Regions from separate parts of the Triticum aestivum genome. Here region 1 is linked to region 2. A link is a contact called in public Hi-C data. All regions are on one chromosome and are shown on one strand. The core of a region is the stretch at or near the end of the contact, and the rest is flanking DNA. Distances in the headings are between cores, read along the strand shown.

What was found. A called contact is a pair of places that touch in the nucleus more often than the background predicts.
Region 1: a Hi-C map of leaf shows a contact between it and region 2, with 5 times the contacts expected there. The contact joins the promoter of LOC123045162 here to the promoter of LOC123045161 in region 2. A contact is called at or near these places in 2 of 5 Hi-C or Micro-C datasets (both in leaf).

Annotation. Positions count from the first base shown.
Region 1 is chr2B:403,646,966-403,653,353 of IWGSC CS RefSeq v2.1, reverse strand. LOC123045162 (probable tetraacyldisaccharide 4'-kinase, mitochondrial) reads right to left here and starts at 3,930. Exons shown (of 7, transcript XM_044468105.1): 1 at 3,546-3,930; 2 at 3,095-3,318; 3 at 2,744-2,897; 4 at 2,149-2,358. The coding sequence starts at 3,839.
Region 2 is chr2B:403,074,541-403,080,599 of IWGSC CS RefSeq v2.1, reverse strand. LOC123045161 (potassium transporter 22) reads left to right here and starts at 4,236. Exons shown (of 3, transcript XM_044468104.1): 1 at 4,236-4,803; 2 at 5,326-5,667. The coding sequence starts at 4,440.

The sequences.
Region 1 (6,388 bases), core at 2,681-5,180, 570 kb before region 2:
AGCAGATTGTCATCCTAATATTTTTATTACCTATTAGATTTTACTTACAATGACTGTGGGCATCAGCTGAAAGAAGCTTCTCAAAGTTGAAAGTGTTGAAATAATACCTGAGATCTGCAATGTCACAAGAGAGGTTGATATTGATAAGAAATTGTTGGATGAGATTGATATTGATACTATCATTAGTGATTTTGCATCTCAGAATGTAGAAAAAATGAAGGTAATATGTTATACATTATTTGATATGCATATGATTTTGGATGCACTTAATTTTTGGGGTCAAAAATTATATCTACATGTGTTGATTGTAATTTAGACGTTTATACTAAGGGCCCCGCATTCTAGATTCGCCCCAGCCCCCTGAAATCTCAGGACCAGCCCTGGTTGGGTCCAATAGGTCCCTTGTGGCTGGTCACGCGAGGGTTGATCTGTTGTGCACGCGTCTTGGTTCCCGTCCGACGACACTCTGCGGTATGTAATTGGCATCCTTTGCCGAGCTCTAGCCTAGGGTTGATGTTGTGTGCTCTGGCATTATCACAACAGACCTGGGTGTCCTTGCTGTGGTCTGGGTCGCCTGATGCACAGGCCCCTGGGCCTCAGACCAGCTCCTTGGGTTGGCGCCATGGTCGACCCTTGTTGGTTTCCAGGCTAGCATAATTACGGGTGATTTTAGGTTTTTGAGGAAGTGCCTTTGCGGGATTATAACCTTTGGCATGAGCGGTGGTCGTGCGGCTCCGGACGAAAGCCTGGCCCGACCTTGTCGGTGCCTGCAAAGGCGGCGCCTTGTGACAACGTTTCCTCCTTAGTGGCATTGTCGAGGAGCCCCAATTTACCCCCACCTTTTGTAGTCTAGGCCTCCGGGTGAAAACCTAGATCCGACTTTGCCGAGCTGAATCGGACCATGCCAGTCCCATCGATGTTGTTACCTCCCTGGAGGCGTTGTTCTTGGAGGTTGACCCTCGATTGGCGCGTGGGTTGACGGCACATGCATTGGCACTTGATACTAGTGTCGGCATCGTGCCAGCACGGGTAACTTGGGTGGCATGAGAAGTGGTATGCTGAGGATCCGGTGATGTGGCGCTTTGGTGGCACAGAGGCACTTGGGCGTATGTTTTGACTGGCAGGGGGTGTGGCGAGGTGTGGTGGTACAGCATTTTGGGCGCCAGTGGCAGTTCTGAGGCGAGTCCAGCGGTCTGCAGCGCCATTGACTCTATCCAAAGCGAGAGCAGCCTAGTTCTGCCCTCTTTTACAGAGAATCGGACTCTCTCTTCTCATCTCATCTCGGGGTCCTGGTGGGTTATGGCGTTCTGTGTGCTTATGTGGCCGACTAGTGGGCATGTAGGCCAGAGGTAGTTTGGTGGCATTGGTTGTAACGTGTGTCTAACAACCTTTGGTCATGGTCATGTCTAGGTCTTGAGTGGTCGGTTGTTTAGCATATTTCCAGGCTTGTATATACTTTCTTTCTATCAATGCATCGAGACGCAAGCTTTGCGTTTTGTTGGATTTCTTTTAAAATATATCGACTACAGATGTGGGGTGACTTGACTATGTATTGTTTATTTGGCTGACCACCTTAGTCTTAAGATAGAGTGTGAGGTAGGCAGCTAAGCATGAATGAAGGAAAACATAAAGGAACATCTTAAGGCTTTAAATGAAAACTTAATAAAGTTATCTGTAAATCCAGTTTTGAGTTGGTGTGATACACCTAGGAAACATTAATTACTCCCTCCGTCCACGAATAAGTGTACATCTAGCTTTCGTTCTAAGTCAAAGTTTTAAAATTTTGACCAACTTTATAGAAAAAAATAGTAGCATGTATGACAACTAATTGATATATTATGAAAGTACATGTCAAAACGAATCTAGCGATACAAATGTAGTGCCATAAATGCTGCTGCTTTTCCTATAAATTTGGTCAAAGTTTTAAAACTTTGAATTAGAACAAAACCTAGATGTACACTTATTCGAGGACGGAGGGAGTAGGTCTGATGATATATAAGCAGCAAAACATAGTGGCAATGAACCTCTATAAACACTTACACTGTCTTCTCAAAATGAGTAGGATTACAACAGGCAGCATTCCATTTCTAGATAAGACACACCAAGCTAAAAGGGTCTAGACAAAGGAAGTGTGAGGGAAAAAGGTACCTCTCTGACTGTATGTATGAAAGCATCTGGGCAGCCAATCGCAGAAACACATAGCACAATCATGCCATCCAACACATTAAGAGATAGTCTCTGTAATGGTTGATGAACCTCGAAAACATGTGATGGGGCCAATTTACTAAAGAACACTGAACATGTTGTGCCACTATCCTGGACTGTACGTGCAATTGTTTCCAGCTGCGCTTCACAAGCCTGTGTAATAGCAAATGGTAGTTCAGAGAACAACCTATGAGATTATTCATGTGCTTGAGGTAAAAGAGATACCAACATCTCTCATTTCTTGCAGTGCGGAATTCACTAATGGTTAAGCCCCACCTTTTCCGGATGCAATTTCAGCTCACAATGAGGGAAAGTAAGAAAGCACCTTGGATTATTTTAATTCTAAATTCTAAATACTTAGAATCACATGGTTGCTATAAATACATTTTTATGTGACAGCTTAAATTTGTGCTGGCTTACTTCAACATCACACTTTCAGTGCCTCATGTCAAGAACAATATACGCTAAACATTTAATACTCAAACAGGAAACACAAATAAGTTACAAGAAAGTCTGAGTTACTGAGACTATCGTTTACCAGATCCGCATGATGAATAACCACTATATCAGCTCGAGTAAGTGCGCTCAACGGTTCCCTCATGGGTCCTCGTGGAATGAAATGGGTATTTCCCCAAGGTGTCAACCCATTGACCATCACAATCTCCACATCTCGAAGCAGGCTCCGGTGCTGCCTACAAGAAACGACAGACAGAACCGAGAATACATACATGAGAACATGTGTTTCCTGAAGGAACAGCTATGCTTGACCATTATTAGTTTAAAAGATGCCACTGTGTTAGCTATTTTCCAAGTAAGATTCCATGGTACTGATGGATTGATCCATATAAGTTGTCTATACAAGAAAAGAAAAACAAATACTTATACCTACATTCCGTCGTCCAGTATAGCGACTCCAATTTTCGCACTTTTACCGCTTGCCACCCGGTTGCACGCTAACTTCTCCCGGCGGAAGGCATCACAAGGATCGATTTGGCCGTACTTTTGCAACATGGAAGAACCCACATCAGCCCGGTTTGCGCCAACACCAATCTTGGTGGAAGTATCAGCAAGGCGCCTCCGGAGCATCTTAGATTCATCGCCACCCGCATAACCCTACAGCACCGAATTTTATGACTGATTTGTTCAAAGGTAGCATCACGAGAAATATAAATGAAGTATTGGAAATGAACTAGGCGACAGTTGTGAAACGTTAGCTTAGGACATGAAGAGTCCCCCATTTTTACTGAAAATTTTGTCTGTGTAACTAAATGATTGAATGAGAACCAATAAAAATGTGAAAAAGTACAAGCATGCAAGCAGCATTAGGAGGACGAGTTTACCCTTGTTAGGATGAGTGGCGAGATGCCCATAATGTGAAACCTGCGGGCCAGGAAGTCGACCATGGGTGTCTTTCCGTTGCCGCCCCAGGTGAGGTTTCCTACGCTGATGACGGGGACCGGTAGGGTCCGTCGCGAGCGTAGCGGAGAGGAGAGGATGACGGGGAGGCGGAGAAGGGCGGAGGCGGCGGAAAGGAGAGGGAGGAGTGCGCGGTGGAGGAAGGGAAGGTTAGGAACGGCGGCGTCCGGGGTGGCGGCGAGGCGGGCCAGGAGCTGCCGCGCCTTCTCCGTCGCCATCGGAGTCCCCGGGGTGGTCGCCGCCGCCTGTCGCCAGGTGACGAGGTGTTGGGCTGGGCCTTTTCCCCCATTAAGCCAGCAATGGACGACAAGCTTGATTGAAACTCGGTGTGCTGGTTAGACGGGGAACTAACAAAATCCATAGAAGTTCCTAAAAAAAACCATAGAAAGAAAAAAGGAGAGCTGGTCATTGTGAGAAAGCCGGGCATTTGCCACTTTCAACATGTGGCTTCACAAAATTGCCACTGTCAAGATGGGTTTCATAAAATTGCCACTCAGCTCATGCCTACCTTGATTACCATGCCATTTCCCACCTTTTATCGATTTTCCTTTTATTTTTCCATTTACACGCACATGAAAGGACCAGACTGCCCTTGAATGTCTTCATGTACCCGGTCACTTCGTGTACGCAGTACTTTGCTATGTTCTCACTTAACATGCGCGCAATTAATCAAAAACACCGCGAGTTGCAGATCGCCTGTAGGCTGAATCTCCTGGACGTTGCCGTGATGTCGATCGGCCTTGACGTCGATCTCCTGGACATCATCGTCATCGATCTCCTGGACGCTGCGCAACACGTACCCTGATATGGCAGTACCACAACGGCTGCTTGGAACCTAGTCCATCTGGATAATATTGTATTATCTCTTTCTCTTGATTTGCTTGCTTGATTTCAATCCGTGAACAAGTAGTAACAGGTTCTAGCAAAGTATAGCTTACATGGGTGTACAATTGTGCTTACAAGTTGTTCGTATGCTCCATGTTCAGCACCTACACACATTATTCTCCATCCTCCATGGACGTATCAAGCTGCTTCCCCCACACAATTGGTGTTGTTGTTCGTCGTCGCCCTCGCCAGTCCGTCACTCCACCAGCATGATGCGGGGCAACCTGCAGCGGTGAGCGCAGGTGTGGGCGAGCAGGGGAGGTGAGCTGCAACGGCGCACACAAGCGTGCACGAGCAGGCAATGGAAAGCTTCACAGGTGTGCAGGCATGGGCGTGCCACGTCGTTGAGTAGACGAGAGCGCTCTAATGGTGCATGTAGGCGTGGGCGAGCTACGCGATGAGCAGATGAGAACGAGTCATGTCGACGGGCAGGTGTGGATGAGCAGCCAGCAACGAGCTTTGTTGGCGCGCGAGGGTGTGGATGATCTACGGCGGCAAGCAACGCTGGTGAGCCAGCATTTCAGCATTTTGACCACACCAAGCAACGCACGAAACAGATGAGGTTGGAATAGCCAAGGGCAGTCTAGTTCTTTCAGGTGCATATAAAATGAGAAAACAAAAGGAAAATCAATAAAAGAGTGGAAATGGCATGGTAATCAAAGTGACCATGAGTTGGGTGGCAATTTTATGAAGAATATCTTGACAATGGCAATTTTGCACAGCCGCATGTTGAAAGTGGCAAATACCCGATTTTCTCGGTCGTCGTATGGTCGCCTCACCCTCGTGTCCCCCTTCACATAGTGAATTATTATTATTATTTTTGTGGTTGTGTGTGGGGGGTTGAAAGACATTTATTCCATGTAAGAAGGTTAATTCGAGAGGCAGAAATCATCAATAAATAGTGGTCCTAGCTGTAGTCATACAACAGTGCCTCAAATAATGAAAGCAACACTCATGCTAGGAGCATCTCCGGTGTAAGTAGCACGACTGAGAATACATCACATACTCAAAGAAGGCTACTTACTTAAGCCAAAAAAGGGATGATCAAACGGGAAGCTCAGAAACTCATATGAGTGATGTGGCAACAATAGGAGCGGACACTGTTGAAAATAGCGAGTGCTATGCTCAGTGCGACTGTATGACGCCAATCGATCTGCTAGACTGCCACCCTATTGACCACGTTTAAGCTTCAAAGGAATAAAATCTCCCATTTGTCGTCGAGTGATTGATCTTGGACACAAAATGGCCATATGTTGATCGTGATAAACCCTCTCTTGAGAAAATAGCCATTGCCTCCAAGGACTCACAGGTCCGTCAGTGTTGCAGTGTTAATGCCATGCCATGCATCAACACATGGATTTCAAACTCCAACGCATCATTGTTGTTGAATAAAAATCTGTACACTGCATATATAACACTTTCGTCAGTCCTTCTTAGAATCATGCCAGCCGTCACGGTCTGATCCGCTGCTGAGTACACCCCATCAATGGACAAGGCCACATGACCAGCTAGTGGATGATCCATCGACACACAGACTCAGGGTTCTTCATTTCTTTCATTGGACAAAGATCATCACGTGCCATCTTACCTTTTATGATTTCTTCTGTGCTAAATACTCTCACCAATTATAGGGATCTCATGTACCTCGGGAGAAAGTCATCAGAGGCCTTCGGTGGCGGTACATATTTTTCATGCACCATATCATATCGTAGTGATTGAATACGCCATAGCAGGATAATAATCATGTTACACATTGATTCCACACAGTTTACTAGCAAGTTCAAAACCCATTCCTTCCCAGAGTCTACTAGTAACGAACAATTGGGAAGAGGCCACGCCTCACGCATCAATTCCCAAAGCCTATAGGCATGATCACAAGTCA
Region 2 (6,059 bases), core at 2,987-5,486:
CACCTCGGAGACGCGTGCTGGGCGTTTGCAACCGCCTCAACACTTCGAGACTTGTGAGAGGCCGCCTACGCAAGATTTGACGGTATGCTAGCCCCTGGAGGCCGCCGGCCACAGTCGTAGACGTGCGAAGAGCAATCCGCGTAGAGGGAAGTGTTCAGATACTTCTCCATCACAAAAAATTATGAAAAATTATCATCAGTCCTATAGCACATGTGCCCACATTGTGTAAAAAACTCATGATTTTATCGCGCTCCAAGTATTTAATAATATTCACGTTGCATCGTTACCGCAGAATGTCTACTACCGTGTCATTGCCGTCCGTGAGGGGGGCCACACCCCGGAGACGCGTGCCGCCTCTTCGGACATGCCACCACACCACCCCGCATGTATGAGGGCCCGGTGCGACGCTCCGGTGGCATTGCTACCCCCAGGGCCCCCGTCCCGCCTAACCCTGTAGCGTTTGACCACGGGATCTAGCCCTTTGACTTTGCACGGACGGGATTTGACCAGTGGACATCTCCACCCGGTTGTGTTAGGTCAGCCCATAGGAACACTTTGGAGCAACATCCGGGCCAGGCCCACAGCAAGATCCCTCCGTGTAGACCCGACGCGTCCGTTTTCCCCCTCCAGGTGCCGGCGGCGGCGCCGTCCGTGAGAGGGGGGGGCACACCCCGGAGACGCGTGCTGGGCGTTTGCAACCGCCTCAACACTTCGAGACTTGTGAGAGGCCGCCTATGCAAGATTTGACGGTTTGCTAGCCCCCGGAGGCCGCCAACCACAGTCGTAGACGTGCGAAGAGCAATCCGCGTAGAGGGAAGTGTTCAGATACTTCTCCATCACAAAAAATTATGAAAAATTACCATCAGTCCTATAGCACATGTGCCCACGTTGTGTAAAAAACTCATGATTTTATCGCGCTCCAAGTATTTAATAATATTCACGTTGCATCGTTACCGCAGAACGTCTACTACCGTGTCATTGCCGTCCGTGAGGGGGGGCCACACCCCGGAGACGCGTGCCGCCTCTTCGGACATGCCACCACACCACCCCGCATGTATGAGGGCCCGGTGCGACGCTCCGGTGGCATTGCTACCCCCAGGGCCCCCGTCCCGCCTAACCCTGTAGCGTTTGACCACGGGATCTAGCCCTTTGACTTTGCACGGACGGGATTTGACCAGTGGACCTCTCCACCCGGTTGTGTTAGGTCAGCCCATAGGAACACTTTGGAGCAACATCCGGGCGAGGCCCACAGCAAGATCCCCTCCGCGTAGGCCCGACGCGTCCGTTTTCCCCCTCCAGGTGCCGGCGATGGCGCCGTCCGTGAGGGGGCCGAACCCCGGAGACGCGTGCTGCCTCTTCAGACATGCCACCACACCACCCTGCATGTATGAGGGGCCGGTGCGATGCTCCGGTGGCATTGCTACCCCCCATCCCCCCAGGGCCCGCGTCCCGCCTAACCCTGGAGCGGTTGACCACGAGATCTAACCCTTTGACTTTCCACGGACGAGCTTTGAACAGTGGACCTCTCCACCCAGTTGTGTCAGGTCAGCTCAGAGGGACACCTGGGAGCAACATCCGAGCCAAACCGACAACTACATCCCCTCCGTGTAGACCCGATGCGTCCGTTTTCCCCCTCCAGGTGCCGCCTCTTTGGACATGCCACAACACCACCCCGCATGTATGAGGGCCCGGTACGACACTCCGGTGGCATTGCTACCCCCCCAGGGCCCCCGTCCCGCCTAACCCTGGAGCGGTTGACCACGAGATCTAGTCTTTTGACTTTCCACGGACGGGCTTTGACCAGTGGACCTCTCCACCCGGTTGTGTTAGGTCGGCCCAGAGGGACACCCGGGAGCAACATCCGGGCCAAAACCACAGCTACATCCACTCCGTGTAGACCCGACGCGTCCGTTTCCCCCTCCAGGTGCCGGCGGTGGCGCCGTCCATGAGGGGGGGCACACCGCGGATGTGAGGGGGGTCACTCTCTGGAGACGGGTGTCGGGCGTTTGCAACTGCCACAAAACTTCTGTCGGCATAGCTGTTTTTGATTTTAATAAAATATAAGGATCTATATTTAAAAGAACATGACCGCACATTATTAACGTGCTCGAAAAAATACAAACTATATATATATATATTCATAATATATGAAAAAAATACAAACTACATATATATTCATATGTATGTTTATATTTAACATGTTACATGTTAGTTGATATAATAATACATAAAAAAGCATTAAAAATATGTACCAAAAAAAATCTAACTATGCCGACGGCCTAGCCGTCGGCATAGATCCGACCAGCGTGCCGCGGATCACTGACGTGGCAGATATGCCGACGGCAGCCGTCGGCATAGGCTCTGCATGGTGCGGCCTGGATCAATGACGTGGCCTGCGGACCTATGCCGACGGCCCCCCGTTTAGGCCGTCGGCATAGCTCTGACGCCGTTAGCCAGGGGATGGCCGGGCCCCACGTGTATGCCGACGGCCTATGTAAGCCGACAGGAGCTGTCGGCGTATATGTAGCTAGGCCGACGGCCATTCTATGCCGACGGGTGCCGTCGGCTTATCTCTGCGTAACCCGACGGCCTTTGTACGCCGACGGCCAGAACCAGGCTGTCGGCATATCTCCCAGCAAGCCGCCGACGACCGTCGGCATTGTTTTGGCCGTCGGGGTATGGCCCTGTTCCGGTAGTGTGTTCTTGGCTATCTTCAGTTGAATTAATCTGGTAAGCAAGCACACTTGCTTATCGGCAAAGAACCTACAGAGCAATACCTGGAACAATTAATAAATAATCAATAAGCTAGCTTGCATAATCTCCACCAGAAATCTAGGACGTACTACTACTACAGATTACGTGTTGAGTTGTTCAGAGAAAAAAGGACATGTCAGTGTTGTAAAAGAAGGACATGCATGTCAGTGTTAATACTAGTAATTTGTCAAGGAAACTATAATGGCGGAGACTATTTTTGTGGTAAACAAGCTGGGCATGGATGGCGCTTCCTGTGTACTACTCCCTCCGTCCTTTAAAGAGTGTACTTCCAACTTTGTTGGAGGGTCAAACATCTCAATGTTTGACCGAATATGTGCAAAAATATATCAATGTTTATGAAACCAAATAGGTATATGATGAAAATATATTTTATCATGAATCTAATGCTACTAATTTGATGTCATAAATGTTGGTACATTATTGTATAAATACGGTCAAACATAAAAAGGTTTGACTTTCCAATAAGGTTGAAAGTACACTCTTCAAAGGACGGAGGGAGTATACTCGTAGCTGAGGAAGAAGAGATGGAAGAGCATAGTACTACTGGGTTACTTGAGGAAAACAGAGCCATGTACAGATAAAGGCCAGACAGAAGAGAGATAACTTGAATCCAGTAGTACTCCCTCCGTTCCTAAATAATTGTCTTTCTAGAGATTTCAACAAGTGACTACATATGGAGCAAAATGAGTGAATCTACACTCTAAAACATGTCTACATACATCCGTATGTTGTAGTCCATTTAAGATGGCTAGAAAGACAATTATTTGAGAACGGAGGGAGTAGTACGTAGTATATCTCTGGACTGAGAGCTACTACAAGAGATGATAGACGATCTTGCACCGAGGTCGATGAGTGGATCCAAGCAACATAGGTAGGCAGCGTTTTTCTCACTCGGACATAGGTACGTGCGGCGGACATGAGGTCGTCAAAAATGCTACACGTACAGGCTCATTCTACAGGTTTTTATAGGTTGAGGACCATTCGCTCTTCTAATTGGCCCTCCCCTGATTTTCACCGGTGGGCCCGTGCATCTTAATCAATCCTCGGCCAATCACTATTAAGCAACCTGTAAACCTGCATCTGAATCCAAGGTCTGTCTACGCGTGGTTGAATTCGTGGATCCATGCTGAAACAGACTGCACAGTGATGGAAAGATATCGATTTTTTTATTTCCTTTGGCGTAGCAACAGCTACAGCAATGAATTATGATCACACGGTTAGTTCCCTTGTGGCCCGAGCCCGACGCTGACGCCATGAGTCGCGAAGGGTGATGGGCGAAAAGTAAGCTAAGCCAAGCCAAAGCCATTGCGGGGACGGAATCTGTTGATCCATCAACGTCCATCTGAAAACGTATCCAGGTCGGGTCGCATAGCACAGCAGCACGTATGTACTCCGCACAGTAGCAGCTTAATTAATTGCTACCCTGCCGTTCACATACTCCAGCGATCCACAACTAGTAGTACCGCGCGCTATCTCTAACCAGAGAGATGCGCTCATTATAAAAGGGAAGATTGCATGGCGAGGCCATGAGAGACTAGATCCATCCAGGAGCACCAAGCTAGCTAGATACTGGCATGTTATTCCACGAGCCAATTACACCCTTACTTCTTGGATCCTTCTCAACAATTAAGCTTAGTCATCTAGCCGGCTGGTAGGATCGATCGATGGCTGAGCAGCAACACAAGGGTGGTGATGATGAGGTGCTGGAGGTGGAGTGCGCGCTGGACATGCCGGAGGTGGTGCAGCGGCAGGACTCGCTGTACCGGGACGCCTCCAGGGCCGGCGGCGCCAGCCACCACGGCCATGAGCGGTGGGGCAAGACGCTGCGCCTCGCGTTCCAGTGCGTCGGTGTGCTCTACGGCGACATCGGCACGTCGCCCCTCTACGTTTACTCCAGCACCTTCACCGCCGGCGTCCGGCACACCGACGACCTCCTCGGCGTCCTCTCCCTCATCATCTACAGCTTCATACTCTTCACCATGGTCAAGTACGTCTACATCGCCCTCCGCGCCAACGACGACGGGGACGGTACGCACGCATGCAGATTTCCTTCCTCGCTTCATCCTCTTCCTCTTTCTTCTTTCTTTGTACTCGATCGTAGTAATTAGATTGCGCGACGTGTTACACGTACGTACGGTGCACCTAGCTAGCTACCTTAGCATGCAGCAAATTGACGCAGCATCTGCATGTACCAGCAGCTTAATTGGACCCCCGACCCAACGGCAAAACTGATCGTTTGGTGCATGCATGGTACACCACCGTCTCTTGTCGTCTCTTCCTAAACAACAAGGTTTTCCAAAATGAAGTGGGTCGAGTGGCCGTGCATGTGTTTGTTGTTATTAATTAATTGTTATTATAACAGTGAACTAGTTCGTACTGTAGTTAGCGATCAACGTAGTAATACTTCTCATATTGTGCATCATATCCTACGATCGAGTAGATGCATGGGAATGTTTGTGGTTATTTTACTGTAGTTAGCATGCATGCATGATACTAGCAGTATATACCAAAGGCCCAAATTAAAGAAGTTGTTGCATGACATGCATGCAGGCGGTACGTTCGCGCTCTACTCTCTCATCTCGCGGCACGCCAAGGTGAGCCTGGTGCCGAACCAGCAGGCGGAGGACGAGCTGCACATCCTGGAGCAGGACGATCCCAAGTCCTTCAGCCGGCGGCGCGCCCTGGCCACGCTGCAGCTGGCCTCGCCGGCGGCGTACCGCGCGCAGCGGGTGAAGGAGCTCCTGGAGACGAGCAAGCCCGTGCGCATCTCGCTCTTCCTGCTCACCATCCTCGCCACGGCCATGGTGATCAGCGACGCCTGCCTGACGCCGGCCATCTCCGTGCTGTCCGCCGTGGGAGGGCTCAAGGAGAAGGCGCCGCACCTCACTACAGGTACGTTCCATGCATATATAGTATCTTTCGGTCTACCTTGTGTTAGTACAAAATTGGATCATCTATTTTGAAACAGAGGGAGTACGTACTAGCGCCTAGAGGCATCAATATCATACACATACAACTCGATCAGCCGGCCGCTTATGGGTAACAAGTGTGAACCCGATGGATGAGGTCGACGACCAGCTAGCTGGAGTGTAGCGTGGCGTGATTTAGATGCAACGCAGCATAGAGCAGCGAGGGAAAGCAAAAATCATTTGAGGCATATTAATTGATGCGAGAAAAACAGCATCCATCCGTCCATGTCCGATGGGTCAGTGTGTATATAGGTAGGTCTCTTGTAGTCCCAGCCGTCCAGGCATTATTGCAAATGTGAGACGACTTTGCGGATG